Regions from separate parts of the Anas platyrhynchos genome. Here region 1 is linked to region 2. A link is a contact called in public Hi-C data. All regions are on one chromosome and are shown on one strand. The core of a region is the stretch at or near the end of the contact, and the rest is flanking DNA. Distances in the headings are between cores, read along the strand shown.

The links. A called contact is a pair of places that touch in the nucleus more often than the background predicts.
Region 1: a Hi-C map of liver shows a contact between it and region 2, with 2.1 times the contacts expected there. The contact joins two enhancer-like sites. A contact is called at or near these places in 4 of 8 Hi-C or Micro-C datasets (liver, skeletal muscle and subcutaneous adipose tissue).

The regions. Positions count from the first base shown.
Region 1 is chr8:37,469,208-37,472,754 of IASCAAS_PekinDuck_T2T, reverse strand. No RefSeq gene overlaps it. Among named protein-coding and RNA genes, the nearest start is that of CACHD1, 47 kb to the left of the region's middle. Within about 2 kb of position 1,819, at least 1 of the 8 cell types and tissues checked has an H3K27ac peak or open chromatin away from gene starts, as enhancers often do. A contact at or near this core is called in subcutaneous adipose tissue, where this site is marked.
Region 2 is chr8:37,291,662-37,295,399 of IASCAAS_PekinDuck_T2T, reverse strand. No RefSeq gene overlaps it. Among named protein-coding and RNA genes, the nearest start is that of ROR1, 13 kb to the left of the region's middle. Within about 2 kb of position 2,014, at least 1 of the 8 cell types and tissues checked has an H3K27ac peak or open chromatin away from gene starts, as enhancers often do. A contact at or near this core is called in subcutaneous adipose tissue, where this site is marked.

The DNA.
Region 1 (3,547 bases), core at 570-3,069, 180 kb before region 2:
AAAATGTTGCTTAAAATTGTTTAAAAAGCAAATCTTATGAAGGGAAGAAATATTTTTGCCATTAGGTAGAGTATTGTAAAATCTACTTGGCATTTTTGCCTGGGTTTTCTCTCTTAGTTTCGAGGTTGCTACACAAACACTGAACATAAGTGAAGCAAAGTGCCTATTTAACTGTGATTCCTTCATGGCTCTTCACGTTGCTGGGAGGGCTATTCACACTGCAAGCCTTGTTCCTGCCTTGGTTAGACTATCCCTGCTTCATCTTCTTCTAAACCAAGTGAGAGAAGTTGCAACCTACGTAAGGTAAGGCCAAACAGGAACCTTTGGTTTCCTGGCAGCTTTAGAGAGTCCGAGCCAGCGCTGCCGTAACCCCACCTTCTGCTGTGCTTTTGTCTGCGCATTTCTGTCCCTCCCCAGGGCTCATCTGATCCTGCTGTGAACTGAGAGGGAAACCATCAAAAACTAAGGGAAAATAAAACACAAAAAAGGATCCTTTTTCTCCCAGTTTGGCTTCTTGAGCTGGGACCCTGAAGGATCAGGCAGGCCCCAGGGCTGCGGGTCAGGGAGGGGACAGGACCACAGCCATTACAGAGAGGGTGTCCCATGGAGTGTCATCCTTTAAACAGAAAGTCTTGGGGTCCCCTAGAAGCTGACGTGATCTAACTGTCCAGGATGAGCCTCTTCCTTCGCCGGGCTGTGGGACAGGCCAGGGCAGCAAGCAGCTCGGGGTGGTGGGGCTGGTCGAAGGCCCCATCACCATAAAATTAACAGCTGCCAAGAACATCGAAAGCCAGCACCGACCACTTCACCGAACCCCATCTTAGGGCACTTCTTTTGAAACAATTTGGAATGCTGAAGGTTATTTAACAAGGTATTTTCGTGGGAAGGAGGAAAATTAAAAATTGCATCCCCTTCGCTGGCCTCCACCAAAAACCTGGCAAACTTGCCCCAGACTCTTGTCTACTCCCAGCTAGCCAGCTTTGTCTGACTTGGCGCCCTCCTAAAGCTCTGCATTATCTCATTCTTATTGCTCCTGCTTCTATAAAAATAGTTGACTGGGGGGGCAGACTAAATTGTAAACAAAACATACTGGACCAATGTAATTTTATACATAACAAAACATTGAGTCACCCACTGTCTGAACTGTGAAATCCCCCGTGATCCCACTACTGTCTATTATTTTTCAGGAAGTACCAATGAAAGTGAGAGGAAGACACCAGTTATGAAAAAAACATGGAGCCTTGCGCTCAGTGATCAACAGTATTTTTGTCTCTTTGATATCCTTCCAACCTCCCTTGCCATGGTACTCCTGTAAAATGTCAAAAACTGCTTGCCAGAGGCTTTTTGCTTTTAGCAATATTTAAAGCTGTGCCCATAAAAGGAAACAATTCCATTACAGATTTCAATTTCCTTCCATTCCACACTTGGAATTCGTGATGAAACCAGGGGAAGTTGTACCTGAGCATTGAAGGCACAGCTAGATAAAAAGTATTGTGAAGACAAACAAGCTATTTATTTGGGGTTTGTAAGCAGTCTGATCCTGCACCTTCTGACACAGAGCAAAAATTATACAATGACATTCTGTTTTCACCAAAGTGAATTAGAATTTAACTTTAGCAGGGCCAAGATTTTATCCTTAACGTCCCAGACACCTCCACATCGCTTGGGTCTGGAAATAGAATGAGTTAAGAATCCACTGCACTAGTATTACAGGGGTTGAGAACTTCGTGTCCTGCAGACAACTGTCAGCAGGCCAAGTGCTGCCAAATTCTGGAGGGAGGCAAAGGCAACTGAACTGAGAAACAGAATCTGGCTCCCTCTGCTAGTTTGGAAGTTAGCTTCAAAATATTTCAACAGTGATGCCATGTACAACCCTAGAAGTACAAAACGAAATATATCATGAAAATGACCTAGTTTTTTCTATATATATATTTATATATTGAATTCACTGGTTTCCTCATGCTATTTATTAATATAATAAATGACCTTAAAATATGTATTGCCTGAAATAAATGTCATTGATTAGGTCAAATAAAAATATCACTTGGCCCAACAATGACAAATTTCCTGGCTGTGCTCCTGTAGGCCAAGAACTTGTTTCATTTAGGAACAAGAGTTACTGGCAGAAGCTGGGAAGGAAACTGCTTGCCAAATGTCTCCATAGGAAATTAAATAATTGAAAATATTCACTAACAGGAAAAAGAAAATAATTGCTCACTTTAGGGTACAGACCCAAAACATCCTGGACTTATGTTGCTCTTTCTGAAATAGTGGCAGTGAAATCACAACGTTCATTGTAATTTGCTACCTGGCAATACCAGGAGAAGACCCGTGAGCTGGCTGGTGAAACTTCAGAGAAGAAATCCAGTCCTGCTCAACAGGAGGGAGTTCTGCAAAGGAACAGGGGTCCTTTTAAATCATTTTTCATCCAGATCCTACACGGTATAACGTGAATCTGTTCAGTGGAAAATGGTGCTGACTTTGTAACAGAGGAGGAATTTGCTCTCCTTCCCCCTCTCTAGTAGTCATCTTGGCAAAAACAACTCATGTATTTGGAGAGAGGTAGGGGTTGATTCCCATTTACATTCAATATATTTCCCCCCAGCAGAATATAACAAGAACATGGGAAAGGAACTTGGAGAGGCCACTGACCCGTGGTTATGGTGGCCTGAGAGCACAGCTTTCCTGCTTTCAGAATGATGGGAACTTCTTTAAGATCAGCCTCTTGACACTTTTCTGCCCTACAGGCCATCCATTCCAGCGGCTGAGCACTGTAAAACAGAAGCACTGGGTTTGGTCAGCCTAAAAGTGTGCTAAAAGTGTGGCACCAGCATCCTTTACAACCCCTGGAGTGGAGCTTGCCCCACTGTGTTGAGAAGCACCGTGCCCCTGCTATGGGAACCAACAAGGATCGGGATTCCTGGCTAAAGGGCTCCTCTGAGGGCAGAGCAGGAAGGAATGGCAGAAAGAGGTGTTTCTGGAGGCGGAGAACTTTTAGGGACTTTCCTTTGGGAAAGAAGGTTTTTTCCTTCATTCCAGAAATATCTGAGCAGGGAAGGAGAAACAGACTTGAATTAAGGTTTCTGGCTGCTTTCACTGAATGGTTTGAATAGACAGTTTTGGTTTTTTGTTTGTTTCCTTGAAATAAAGCCAGTATCTGTCGAGTGGCTGCACTGTGCTTAGTTTGGAGGGTCGAGAAACCAGCTGGTGTGTCACAGCAAACATATCAGTGCTTCCCGTCCCCCTGTTCCCTCTCAGCTCTGCTCACCAGAGCCCACGGATTTTGCTGGTCTCATTCACCACCACGTCGTTTGTAAGCTCAGGTAGCTGAACTCAGGCCATATATAGTTTCTTTCAAAACACTGCTTCTTCATTAAAATTGCATCACCATTCAAATTCACTTGTTTAACAGGTTCTAGAACTTTGTTAAGAGTTTTAAAAATTCTGAGCATTTATTTATGAATAATAACAAAACAAAACAAAAACAAACAAACAAACAAACAAACAAAGAGAGACAATGCTACCTTCTGGGTGCAGGCTTTTTCTG
Region 2 (3,738 bases), core at 765-3,264:
GGGGTAAAGCTGTAAAGCTGTTTGTCCTTTCAGCAGCAGCTGTCTGGAGAGATTCAGCCTGCATTTGTCAGGTTAATTCTGCCTGGCTGGATCCTGCTCCGCCTTGCTCGTGGCTGCGGCCTGCAGCCCGAGCTTTGCTGCCGCCAGGTCTGCTGACCAGGTCATCCTTAGCAGGAACGGTGGAGAGGAGTGTTTCTGAGGGTCTTCCAGCCCTGCCATGGGAGGTTAATGTCATTGTGAAGGGATGCACATGACGGGTAATTTGGTGCCAGAAACAACACAAGCATTCTGCTTGCAAGCTTCCTAAACTCCTCCGCTTCCCTCCAGCTCCCCCCTGTCTCTGAGGAGCTGTGGAGAAACGTGGAGTCCAATGGTTCAGAGCTTCACGTGCTCACTCTCTGGACACAGGGAGCCCAATTTGCCCAATTATTCCCCTCCAACTGACTGTTCCCTTCACCTTTCTTTCTGCCGTGGGTGCAGGGAGGTTTGCAGGGCCTGGAAGAGCGGAGGAATGACCCCACATTGGCACTGTGCACTGAGGTGCAGAACGTCTAAATACTGCCCTGTGCCACCAAAACAGGCGCCTCAAGGGATCAGAGCATGAAAGCTTTGTAACAGTCCTTCCAGAATGGGTTTTATGGAGGAGACAAGGGATATAAATTGATTTTAAGTTAGTGCAGAGTCATTTGAAGCAGCACCATGGTATTAGACACAGCCCAAATCCTCTGACAGCTATCGCATCTCATCTACGTGTAGGGACGTGGTGCAGATGTGGGTGTGCAACCCCGGGTGTGTCAGTGCCTTCGTTGTGAGGGATGGCGGCCAGGAGGGGCCTCTACCATTGGAAATGAGAGGGTGGATATTTAATAACAACTTCAGACCCTGTACAAATCCATCTGAGCGGACTGGCTCTGCTCACCTGCTGTTGCACAAGCCCAGGTTGTGCTGCTGAGTATCAGATCTGGGCTGTTGCTCCTCACTAGGAGGCCTCATCCCAATTAAAACCTAATTCATTCCCTGTAATCAAGCTTCATGTGAGCATATCTGATCTTTTAGCCACAGAGGAAAATTTGATTTTACAGAATTAAAATACAGGTTTACAACACATTGCAGCCTGGGTGCTCTCTTAAAGACCTCGGAGGTGTGATTTTGGCTGGTGAATGAACTCCTGGACTTCAGCTGCAATCACACAGAGCCGAGGTGCAGCAAGACCCAGGGTCTGTCACAATGCCCTGAGACTCCTTACCAATACTGCCATCTAGAGAGAAACCGCCTGTCTGGGTGGAGCACTGTCAGGTCCTCCAGAACAACGGGGCTTCAGAGCTTTTCTGCCTCCAGCACAGGAGTTTGGCCTTTGCTGCAGGGGCTCACGCCACCAGTGAGTCAAACCTGGAGCCCTCAGCACTGCCGCCTGCCCTGGCCTTGGGCAACTCCAGCCCTGAAACGCCCAGCCTGGGGCTGGGACAAGAAATCGGGGAGGTAGTGCTGATTGCCACTCCTTGAATGATTGCCACTCCTCGAATCTCTCCGCTTGCTTTTGTCAGGGAGACCTTGTGATATATTTTCATTTTTTGGGCGGTGGGAGCTGCGTGCAGAAATCAGATATTGCATTACGTAAAGTTGGGGTAGAGATTAAAACACGTACGAATAGTGAGACATCTGGATCTAATTGGGCTCCTTGGGGACAGGAGTCTGTAGCGTCAGCCTGAAGAGAAGCAAAGAAAGAGCAGGAGTAATTTTTCATGCAAATATCTGTATGCTCAGAGGGGCTGAGTCTCTGCGAACACCTCCATTGCCACGTCTTTGTCCAACGCGGCCCATTAGGTGCCGGGCGGGCCGACCACGTTTCTCTGGTGCTGCACATAGTCGATGACTTGGAAGGAGTACGCTGTAATCCAGCCCAAGGGTAAACGTGAATTTCCTGAGAAAATTATGAATTACCCAACCTAGTAGCTCAGAGAGGAAGTCTCCCTTAGTCAGAGCAATAGGAGTTACCTTTGGCAATCGGCCGCTTTTGCCTCACTTTCTGCATGTTCCCAGTAAACTCGCTGGCACTTGAGCTGCGTCCCACCCAGCGACACGGCGGGGACAAACCCACACGGGTGTCACCAGGGGTGGTGGCACTGACTCTGCAGTGCCCCGAGACAGCTCAGCTCCACTGCGGCCGCTCTGAGCCCTTGGCCCTCACCCACCCAAGTGTCCCCACCAGGCTGGGGCAAGGGCAGCACAAGCAGAGGCTGAAGCTCTGTGATGTAAATGTGAATCCTTCTTTTGTCTCTCAGAGCACTTTATAATCACCGATTTACTTTGTTTTCAAGCTTGTTATTAGCTGGCCGAGAGATCAAATGTTTCCACGCCATGTGTGTCCCTCCAGAAGAAGCTGTCAAGCAGATTTAGGCTTGGTCTTCAGGCTCTCAGAAGCAAGGCGACTCCCTGCGTTAATTTGGACGCTTCCTTGCTGACTGCAGCTGCCCTTCCCCGGCCGCCCGGCTGGCGCTGGCAAACCCATTCGTTTGGCAACAAGTCCCAGCAGCGCCCGTGCTAACGATGCCTGATGTGTGGTGCCAAAACAGAGCCCTTCGTTAGCACCCCAGCACCTTGCTCAAACAATGGGGAACATCCTCTGCAGATCAGGAAGGGGACGGGGGCAGGGCAGCAGAGATGGGGCATTTTCCTCACAGCCCAGCACTAAGTGCTCTCAGGAAACATCTCAGGGAATTAATTACAGGACTGAAATCGCTCCTTGCAAGTCCATGCGTTAGAAAGGAAAGGAGCTCTCACTGAAGTGACTTGCTTGAATAAAATGAGGGGTCCCACACTACCCCTTTTGAGCTGGACCAGGGGAAGGGGCAGAGATTTGCCAGGAGAGGTGAGAAGCGGCCAGTTTTGGTCCTGTGCCACTGATGCTTCTCTGCCATCCCAGACGGAGATGGCCTGAAGTGACCCATGAGACTCTGCAAGGAGGTAACGTGCAGCTGGTGCCACCCAGAGAAAGGCTGCAAGCGAGGATTTACAAGTGGGAGGCTCCAGGTTTCACCGCCACGCTCCAGCCCCAGCCAGGCATCCTGTCCAACAGAGATCAAAGTCCCAAGCGGAGCATCCCGCTCACCCCTTGGAGGTGCCAGCGTTGCACAGGTCCCTTTGATACACCTTTCACCGTCTGAGGATGTAAGCAATGAACGCGGGCTGGGCCATGTTTAACTTCCATTCAGACACAACTCAGGTTTGATTTAGTGTTTTTTCATTTTCTTCTGTTAACACAGAAGCTGCAGCATTTGCTGGATTTCTGTGTCTCCTTCCTTGTATTTCATGAAGTGACACAACACAGCTTGGGCTTCTGTGCTGCCTGTGAGCAGCAGGAATCAGAGAGCCCCCCAGAGAGCCCAGTGTCTGCACAGGGCACTTCTGGGGACAGCCGGGGGCTGCCCAGTGCTCCCAACACCAGATACGTTTCAGGCTGACCTTTGGCACCAGGTTTTTTAATGATCCCCCTGACCAAAGCTCCTCTCCTCTATCCCCTACCACACACCAGGTACTCTGGTCCATCTCCATGCACACGGAAAACAGGTTGGTGGCTTGGTTCCCTTTTTTCACTATTTTTCATTGTAAAAGCAATCTTTGCTGCCCATTTGTGGCCAGCTCCCGAGCACAAGCATTGCTTCCTCAGACAGATTGCACGAGGTTTATTCAGGTTCTCTCGGGATTCTTCAACATGGGTTTTTAACATGCCCTGCACCA